Linked DNA regions of Mus musculus: region 1 is linked to region 2. Evidence: chromatin contacts called from public Hi-C data. All regions are on one chromosome and are shown on one strand. The core of a region is the stretch at or near the end of the contact, and the rest is flanking DNA. Distances in the headings are between cores, read along the strand shown. Region 1 has its middle 130 kb from the start of Nr1d2. Region 2 has its middle 7.6 kb from the start of Gm32121.

Evidence for each region. Hi-C and Micro-C count contacts between places; a contact is called where the count stands out from the background.
Region 1: a Hi-C map of uterus shows a contact between it and region 2. The contact joins two enhancer-like sites. A contact is called at or near these places in 2 of 484 Hi-C or Micro-C datasets (both in uterus).

What each region holds. Positions count from the first base shown.
Region 1 is chr14:18,104,143-18,109,352 of GRCm38.p6, reverse strand. No RefSeq gene overlaps it. Among named protein-coding and RNA genes, the nearest start is that of Nr1d2, 130 kb to the left of the region's middle. Within about 2 kb of position 3,537, at least 11 of the 459 cell types and tissues checked have an H3K27ac peak or open chromatin away from gene starts, as enhancers often do. A contact at or near this core is called in uterus, where this site is marked.
Region 2 is chr14:17,412,995-17,417,857 of GRCm38.p6, reverse strand. No RefSeq gene overlaps it. Among named protein-coding and RNA genes, the nearest start is that of Gm32121, 7.6 kb to the right of the region's middle. Within about 2 kb of position 3,462, at least 53 of the 459 cell types and tissues checked have an H3K27ac peak or open chromatin away from gene starts, as enhancers often do. A contact at or near this core is called in uterus, where this site is marked.

The DNA.
Region 1 (5,210 bases), core at 2,288-4,787, 690 kb before region 2:
AACTTGGGGTAGGTGGTACCCATATGGCAGAAATCTATCTCCAGTGGTGGGCTTTGAAGGTCACATCTTCCTCTGGCTTCAACTTGAGCTCTCTGAGTTTTGGTCCTCAGAGATGCAATAAGCCTTGCCTTGTTGCCATTACTCAGGATGGACCCCTATCTCTTTGTCTTTCCCATCATGATGGCTATATGGGACTTCAAACTGTGAGCCCACAGAAATCCTTTACCCTTTAGGTTGCTTCACTCAAAGTGGCAATAAACTCCTATCAGAATAAGCTTTTTCAAACTTGAAATAGATGCAGGCTGAGCACACAGAGAAGTAGACATTCAAGCAAGTTCATGGACTGTCAATCGCATCTGGAGAGTCTCATCTCTCCAGAAATTTTCTGTCTCTTAAATTCTACACTTGAACCATGCCCACCATGGTGTGTTCATAGGCATCCTCTTGTGTCTATAAGACTCCATCGAGACACTTGTTAGTCTTATGCCTAGGCTGAATGAAATATAGTTAGTTAATTAATGAATTGTGTGTGTGTGTGTGTACACATGTGTATACATACTTATGTCATAGCATACATTTTGGGGAGTTTTTGAAGTCAGTCCATCCTTCTGCCTAATGGGTCTTAGGAAACAAATATGGCTGTCAGACTTGGTGGCAAGCACCTTTATTGCTTGCCATCTCTCTGGGCCCCCATGAAGTTTTGGGAGGGGTAAGTTCTTTTTATTATTTTTCTTAATGCATTTCCTTCCTTCCTTCCTTCCTTCCTTCCTTCCTTCCTTCCTTCCTTCCTTCCTTCCCTCCTTCTTCCCTCTTCCTCTTTTCCTTCTTTATTTTCTTTTTCCATCCTGATTGCAGTTTCTCCTCCCTCTTCTCAATCTCTCCACATCTCCCCTCTGCCCCTCCCATCCTCTTCTCCCCTGTTTCTCTTCAGAAAAGTGCAGGTCTCCTGTGGATATCAACCAACCATGGCATATAAAGTCTCAGTAACACTAAGCTCCTCCTCTTGAATTTGAGGCTAGATGAGGCAACCCAGTAGGAGGAAAGGGCCCCTAAAGCAAGCAAAAGATTCACAGACAGCCCCCATTCTCATTGTTAGGAATCCCACAGGAAGATCAAGGTACACAACTGTAGCATATATGCAGAGGGCCTAGGTCATCCCAGGCAGGCTTCTTTGTTGTCAGTTGTTCAGTCTCTGTGAACCACTATGTGCCTAGGTTGGTTGATTCTTTGGGTTTTCTTGGGGTGTCCTTGAACCCTCTGGTTTCTACAACCTTTCTTCCCCCACTTCAGCAGAATTCCTTGAGACCCACCTAATATTTGGCTGTAGGTTTCTGCATCTGTTTCCATCCATTATGGGATAAAGCCTCTCTGATGACAATTGGGTCAGCCATCAATCTACGAGTATATCAGAATATCATTAGGAATCACTTCCTAACCTAGGTTTCTGGGCTATCTAGCCTCTGGGACCTGACCCTCCAGACAGTGTCAGGAGTGGACTCCCTTTTATGGCATGTGTCTCAAGCTGGACCAGCCATTGTTTGGCCATGAGGCAAGTTCTTTAAAGACCTAAAACTGTCAGTCCTCCTGCCTCAAGTTCTACAGTGTGGGCTATCACACCCAGCTTTTAACATGCACACCAGTTGCTACAATTATTTCAAAAATCCTGAAAGTCTTTGAAATACTTCCAAATCTGCAAGTGTTTTTCACTTATGCCACTGGCACAGTATCACCAGTGCCACAGTATATCATGAGAGTATGGAACAGGGAACAAGACACAGCCACAATCATGATGTCTGTGGGGCTTACCTCTGATCTGTACCCATTTTGTTTTCTGGAAGATGCAAATGCCAACCCAAAGATATTTTCCCAGAAGGATGGACCAGCATTTTGACTCAGAACAAAGCAGAAACAGGGAGCAAAGCCAACCACAAAAAATAACATTCTCACTGGAGATTGAGTTCCAAAAATAGCTTCAGTAGCCGAAGATTGCAAATGATTGCAAGAAAAACATGTATCCAGGCTCAGCTTGGGCTGTTCCCCATGTTTAGGAGAACTCAGACTTGGGGCCCAAGTTGTAGGCATGTGGGCATAATGGATGCCATGGAGACGCTCTGTTCAGAAACATTAAAAATAATCCACTTCCTTAGAACTAAACACCAACCCAAGCCAACAGGAGTGCTTGGTGAGGGACAGAAATAGCTTCTCCACTCCTCAGGGCTTTCTTCCTCTCCCTTTTCATTAGTCTCCATCTTCACAGATCACCTCATCTATTTACTTAAAATGGGATTTCAGACGACAAGCAGCTCAGCCTCCCCAGCTTGCACAGCCCCCACCCCAAGAAAGTGGGGATTATATAACTTGTTTTCAATTGTGCAGACAGTGGAAGATTCACATGTTCAGGCTGGTGAGCTTCCTGGACAGAATTTTAAAGTGTTTATCTGAAGTTTATCCAGACAGGAAGCCCAGCTGAAAGCAGAAAGGAGCCAGGCTCCTAGGCTGAGAGACCCACTTGGCCAGGGTAGATCTGGGCTAAGACACTCCCTAGGAGGCACAACAGGAAGGCCAGGGGCCTCTGTTTGACTTAGGATGCCCCTGATGTAGGTGATAATATCAGGAATGCTTACTGGTTCCTGTGACTATGTGGTAAGCTACCCTGGCACTGCCAGGTCCAGACACTTTGGGGCTCAGGGTCCTGATGAATCTGGAAAGAGCTAAGTAGAATTGTCACCACCTGAAGGCTCTTCTGGGCTTTGATGAGACAGGCTGTTGACCTACCTGTTGCTGGGGCCCTGCCTGATTTGCTACTGAATATCCCGTGCATCTGTCTAGCATGGCATTCTGGTGGGTCAGCCTGTCACATGGGAGCTGACTCCTTGGTAAAGATTCATAAGAAAACTGGCAGACGTGAGTGGTTTTTCTGATCTGGTCTCTTGAGCATACAATGGTTGTGTCAAAGCAGTCCCAGTCCATTGGCACTCAATGGGAGAAGACACGGTAGGGGGTCATGAAAAACCACAGTATGAGACATATATACTCACTTTCTCCCATATAACCTCATAAGACATATTATACTACTATAACTCTCTATGTTTTATAGTGGAGAAGATGTAGATTCAGAGCAATTAAGTATCTTGCTTTAGGTCACATAGCTAATAGATGCTTGGGACAGTATGTAAACCCAAAGCTGTCTGTCTCCACGTATCTGGTACTACTTCACAGCTGCAAGGTGTTTTAAAGTTGGTCATGGCAGCTGTTTTCAGCATTTAGGAAACTTTACTCATCATAGAATGCTAATACATGAAGTGTCTATCAGATATTCTGCCAGCCTCTTCAAAACCCGGGCACTGGTCTCAGGGTGAAGTCGAGTTAGTTAGAGAAGCATTTTGGGTAAAGATTCAGTTGCTTATCTGCAGATGAGGTCTGGGCTACTACTCAGTTAGCCTGCATGATTGTAGAGACTTTTCCAAGACTGAGCAAACAAGAAACAGATGGGCCATTATAGGAGTTGAGAGCTGGTCATTAGCCAGGCAGTGCAGGCTGAACTTCTTGCCTGTCTGGACACATGGAGCCACAGAGAGGGATGTGGAGACTCTGTGGTTGAGATAGATGCTGTCCCTCATTATCCCAGCTGGGCAAAATAAAGTGTGTGTGTGTGGGGGAAGCAGTGTGTGTGTGTGTGTGTGTGTGTGTGTGTGTGTGTGTGTGTGTGACCTCAACCAGAGCAGGGAGGCCAGGAGGCTCCACCTGGTGGAAGCTGAGATGGAGTTACAGACCCCAGGGGAGAAATTTCCATATTCTTCCTCAATTCTTTCTTCTCGTCTATGGACTTTTTTATTAGATATTTTCGTTATTTACATTTCAAATGTTATCCCCTTTTCTAGCTTCCCCTCCAAAATATCCCCTATCCATCCCCCCTCCCTGCTCACCAACCCATCCACTCCCACTTCCTGACCTTGGCAGTCTCCTATACTGGGGCATATAACCATTCACAGGACCAAGGGCCTCGTCTCCCATTGATAACCAACTATGCCATCCTCTGCTACAAATGCAGCTAGAGCTATGAGTCCCACCATATGTTTTCTTTGGTTGGTGGTTTGGTCCCAGGGAGCTCTGGAGATACTGGTAAGATCAAGAATTAGCAAATGGAATCTCATAAAATTGCATAACTTCTGTAAGGCAAAGGACACTGTCAGTGAGACAAAAAGGCAACCAACAGATTGGGAAAAGATCACCATTCCTACATCCGATAGAGGGCTAATATCTAATATATATAAAGAACCCAAGAAGTTAGACTCCAGAAAACCAAGTAACCACATTAAAAAATGGGGTACAGAGCTAAACAAAGAATTCTCAACTGAGGAATACTGAATGGCTGAGGAGCACCTAAAAAAATGTTCAACATCCTTAGTCATCAGAGAAATGCAAATCAAAACAACCCTGAGATTCCACCTCACACCAGTTAGAATGGCTAAGATCAAAAACTCAGGTGATAGTAGATGCTGGTGAGGATGTGGAGAAAGAAGAACACTCCTCCATTGCTGGTGGGATTGCAAGCTGGTTCAGCACTATGGAAATAAGTTTGGTGGTTCCTCAGAAAATTGGACGTAGCACTACAGGAGGAACCAACTATACCACTCCGGAAAAACACAGAAGATGCTCCAACATGTAATAAGGACACATGCTCCACTATGTTCATGGAATATTTTAGAAAGAGACCTAGACCAGAAGATAGGTGAACTAGGGCAGAATTCCTACCTTATACAGGAGTCAAGGGAAATTGTTGACATTACATAGAGAATCATCTAGTTGTCAGGCATAGCCACAGTTCATGTAGAACTCTGTCTCTCTACCTGTTCTTTCCTCTTTTCTGTAAGGGTGGCTTTTGGGATGGGACCACTTTTTCTCTGACTCCCTTGAAGCTAGGTTGGCCAGCAGGATACTTGAGGCTTTCAGGTTCTATCTCTAAGATGACAACTTGATTTTTTCCCCCTCCTTTTCCACAACAAGGAGATGGTGGCTGTTGGAGCAGACATCTCAGACAGAGATGGAAGCTACTGATGCAATCTTACTAGCTTATTCCCTTTGCTAATATAACAGGGTAGCTTTTAAATGGTGTCCCTGTGAAGAAGCAAGAGTGCTGTCAGAACAGGTCTTCAGGAGGTCTGCCTGGTAAAGATTAGGTAGAATGGCTTTGTCACCTGTTACTAAAA
Region 2 (4,863 bases), core at 2,213-4,712:
TTTTACATATTGAAATTCACCCTATATGCAAACAAAACCTCCCATGAAAGCCTTCCTAATAGTTCACACCCTAAACAGCTCCATTTGTTCTCTATATACCTACAAAAAGACCTTTTAGATAGTGTGGGGAAAACTCTGGCTAAAAGTGACTGTCCTTTTTTCACCCCAAGCTAGACACAATCCTTTGCATTAGTCCTCATATCCTCTGGTTCCCTTCCTTGGATGCTCATAGAAATCATTACACCAGTTTAGTCTCCCAAAGTTCTGAGGTGCTTCCTTCCATAGTCAAGGTAGCCCCACCTACTGTTTGGGCAGGACATTGGTATAAGAGCTATGCACAGCAGATATCACAGGATATGCAGGAATATTTTAAGAGTGAATTAGAGCATTTTTTCTCAAAATGAATTGAGATATATTCTTGCTCATTTTGTATTGAAGATATATAATTTTCTTGTCAACAAAACAAGTAGGTAAGAGTATATTTTATCAAGCTTATAGCAAGATAAATTCATAGACAATGTCTAGCCATTAACCTCAGTCTGTTGAGAAGTCCTCTAAGCAAAGCTGAGCTAAAGTGACCCCTTTCCAAGTAAAAAACCTTGAATAAATTCCTGACAATTTTTGTTACATTCTATTTTTTCATAGAATAAGGCACGGTTTTAAAAATGAGACCAGATCCTATCATAGTTCTGACACAAAGTGTATTTGTCAGATTCTCTTTGTGGGAGAATTCACCAGGGTTCTCTAGCCATGGATCTACAGTTTAGAAAACTGATAGTTCAATATGAATCTGTGAAGAATCTGAGATTTCACCAACAAGAGCATCTCTTATAGGATCCTATACTTAACTTGACAGACGCCTGGGAGAGTCAGGTGACAGGAGCCAGAGAGGAAGACAAGCTCCCATGCTCTGTCACCTTCCTAGTCCCTGACTCCCCCAGAGAGGGGGCAAGTGCCAGTTTATGATTATATGGACTACATGATAGGAGAACTCAGAAAATCAAGGAACCCCAATATTTTATGGAGTTGTTGGTAGATCTCCTTGCCTCATCTAGGGGATAAAAGGAGGGAGGGAAAAAGAAAGGGAGGGAGATTGAGGAGAGGGACAGGGAAGGAGGGCAAAGTAGGAACATAGGAGAACCCTGCTATTTGGATGTTTCCAAATCTCTCTCTAGCTCTCAAGGCTGGAAGTGGAGCAACCTTGTCTTTGGTTTATAAGATCTGTGCCACTGGGGGGCAGAGAGTAATAGACAGAGAATTGTTTAGTAATACTGGCTTGCCATTCTAGAAACTCTGGCTCAGCAGAAGTTGCTATAGAGTGACAGGGTTTACGTTAAAGTCAAATTATTAAAAAATAAAAATAAAAAAATAAAAGAACAATGTAGTGTAGGTGATATCAACTTACAATAAAGCAGTAGCTGCAACCAATGAAAAAATTGCCAGCCTGCATTACAGTTGACATTGAAGGTACAGCATGGAGAGAGGAAGGAGAGAAGATACATTGTGAATTCTCACTAATGTTCTGCAAAGGATTTAATCACTATGAGTCATTACTTTTCACAGTACAGGTGCTGTGATAAGATTGTGTCACTGGTGTTGGCTTAAATAAACTATTTCCCTCAGGGATGGAGGCAGAGACTCACAAGATCCAGAGGACTTCTGGTCTCTGACGTTTTTTTGAGGAAGGCACAAATCTCATCATGGTTGCTCCATCTTCATAATGCAACCTAAATCTAGTTAGTCCCAGATTAAAGCTTTAATGTATGAGCTTTGTGGAACACATGTATTAGGCCCACATATTTTGATATATAATTTTTACTGGAAATGATGAGTATAATATACCACATTTGAACCTTTGGGTTTCTGCCAAAGAAATTGTTGTTGGTTATTTCTGCCATTCAAGTGGCATAAAATGCTTTCCCTGATGTGGACCCTCCTCTGTAAACTTTGTATACATTTTGTATACTTTGTAAACTTTGTAAACCCTCAAGACAGAATAGTGACCAGGCCTCTGCCTAAAGCTCTCCTTCAGCCAGGCTCTTCCCCAAGACCTCCCTAACTGCCACAATAGCTCTTTCATTCTCTGTAAGTGTCACAAAGGTTATGGCCAATAGCCTCAATAAGGCACTCCCCAGATTATGCTAATTTTATTAGCTATCAAAGTGTGTAAGAGCGTGCACTCTTACACACACACACATACACATAAATTATGAATTTAGTATTGCAGAGAAGGAATGAATACAAAAGACTTGGTATTGCATAAAAAATTATTTTAAAATATTTTACATAGACTTATGTTAGCTTGTCCCTTTCGCTTTTCCTCCTGATGATACTGTTGGAAGATCTTTCCCTTGTCCTATCACTACTGGGCCTCAATCAGAAGAACTCAGGTCACAAAGAGTGCTGTCTGGGCCAGAGATGATTGCCTGGGTAGACATATAGAGATAATTTAAACCTAAATATGTAACACATTTTATTTGTTCTACTTAATTATGAGAAAAGGAAGAAAGCTATTTTAGAAGAGAGATGGTTGCAGCAGAGGTGCTAAACTTCTTATAAAATTCACAGTAACATTGTAAGAAACGGATATAGGATCTTAGTAAAACAACTATGCAATTCAAAGTATTCCAGCAAGGTAAATAGCTCTCAGAATAGCAGAAGGGAGCAAACAAACACCCCTACAGAGGGTTTTTATTCCTAAAGCTAGGAAGTCTCCTGTGTCACATTGAGTAGAGGAATATGACTTCACATTCTTATGCTACTGGGTAATACAGTTTACAGGGAGACAGTAAACTTCAGCATATATTTTTATTCAACATCAGAGGAATTTGAGTTCCTGCCAAGTGGCTTCTTTACAATTATTGTCCGAGTGAAGTTTTACTTATTTAAATCTTTGGAAGAAAAGGCAGTGCATTTTGTTTAGGTTTACTACACATGCTCACACAGTGGGTCTTCCTGAAGGCTCTGTAAGGGAACACTTATAGAGTGTGGCCTTAGGGGTATTCTGTGTAAATTGGTTCTTCATGGACCTGTGAAGCTGTCCTCAGTCTGGACAATCAGCAAACTCTGATAAAGCCCCAACTCTCTACCATGCATTACACAAGGAACTGAGGCAAGCCCTGTCACCAGGAAGAGCTCACATGCTAGAGCTCATTTACTACTGTGCAAGTAACAAAGAGGAAGGAATAGTGCTAAGACATGATGAGAGCCTGCAGGGGCTGGGATAGCAGCAGTGTAGGAGAGATCCAATGTAATGGGCTATGGAGGGTAAGATTGCCTCAGACAAAAAGAGATTTTGTCAAAGAGTAAACGAGAGATCAAAACACTTAGGAAAGTTCAGTGGGTCTAAGGTATGAGAACTGAGAACAAGTGGTCATGTGACGAAGTTACAGAGCCGCATAAGCACTGAAGTCCAGGAAGTGCTGAGTCATGACATGTTGCAAACAGATGAGCATTTTGCAATTGTTTTTCTCACGGTGTGAAAAGTTTGGTCTCTCTTAGATCACTGCAGAAGCCAGCTATGGGGTGAGAATAAGTGTCTGCTCATCTATACAGAAGTATCATCTATACGGAAGTATCATCTATATGGAAGTATCATCTATACGGAAGTATCATCTATACGGAAGTATCATCTATACGGAAGTATCATCTATATGGAAGTATCATCTATATGGAAGTATCATCTATATGGAAGTATCATCTATATGGAAGTATACAGAGTATCTTCTACAGAAGACATTCAGGGAAGGGGGAACAAGGGTCTAGGCTGCCACCATGGCCCAGTCCAGCCTGGTCCAGATAGGAGGTCTTGAGACTGGAATGTGACCAGCTGCCCAGAAGGCACTAGGTGCTCCTATTTGGGTTGTCCATGGCTCATGAGCTCTCCCTGAGGGATGAACTTCCACATGCATCCAGTGCTAAACATCTGCAGGAAGCCCCTCTTGGCCAAGAGCAGTTCTCTGGAAGTAGCTCATGAGCAAGTCAGAAGTAAATCCCAGAGATGCTGAATGAGAGCACAAAAGAACTTCAGGAAACCTGGCAGAGCACTGGGATTATCCTCACTGCCCGGAAAGATGGACAGACAAGGTGTGCTAGCCAAGGTACAGCAGTGCGTACAAAACACTACAGTAACAATTTAAGACCCTGGCAAGCCTTAGCTTACTGGGGACTCCCTGAGTGAACAACACAGAGCCAGGAATCAATGCAAAAAGCAAGAAGAATTTGTTGTTCCAACATGTTGGGGTCGAACATGGAGAGAGAGGACAACCACAAGCAACCTTTATACAGTTCTCCAGGAAGCAGCCATTAGGCACAATGTGATTGGCAGAGCAGTGTGACTTTTAAACTGATTGGTCTATAGGGAATGAGGTAGGTGGCCAAAGGTCTTGGAATGTGTCTACCCCTACCCGCAGGTGGCCGGTGGTCAGTCCCTCCTCCCTGTGGTCTGAGGAATGTAATTAGCCCCTCCCTTCCAGAGGGGAGGGGTGCCTATGTTCTTTATGACCATTTGTTTCCAGGAGGGAAGGGGTCTGGTATAAAGTTCCTTGAGATGCCAAAGCTTTTAAATTCAGACTCCACTTTAGAGAACCTGACCTAACTTTGAACTCAGGTAGACTAACAGGTTGGTATCTAGCATTAGTTTCCAAATTGCCACCAACAAAAGCTGAGCCTAGCTCCAGTATCTAAGCTAATCCTCAACAAAAGCAGATTTTCTAGGTTACACCACCAACAAGACCAGTGTCTCTTGGCCCCCAACAAACCTGCACTCCAGGTTACAAGCCCACCCCTTGAATAATGACCACCAAAGCAGAGGGGAGCAGAAGTTAAGTTTATGATATGACTCCCAGAACCAGCCAGTTATGT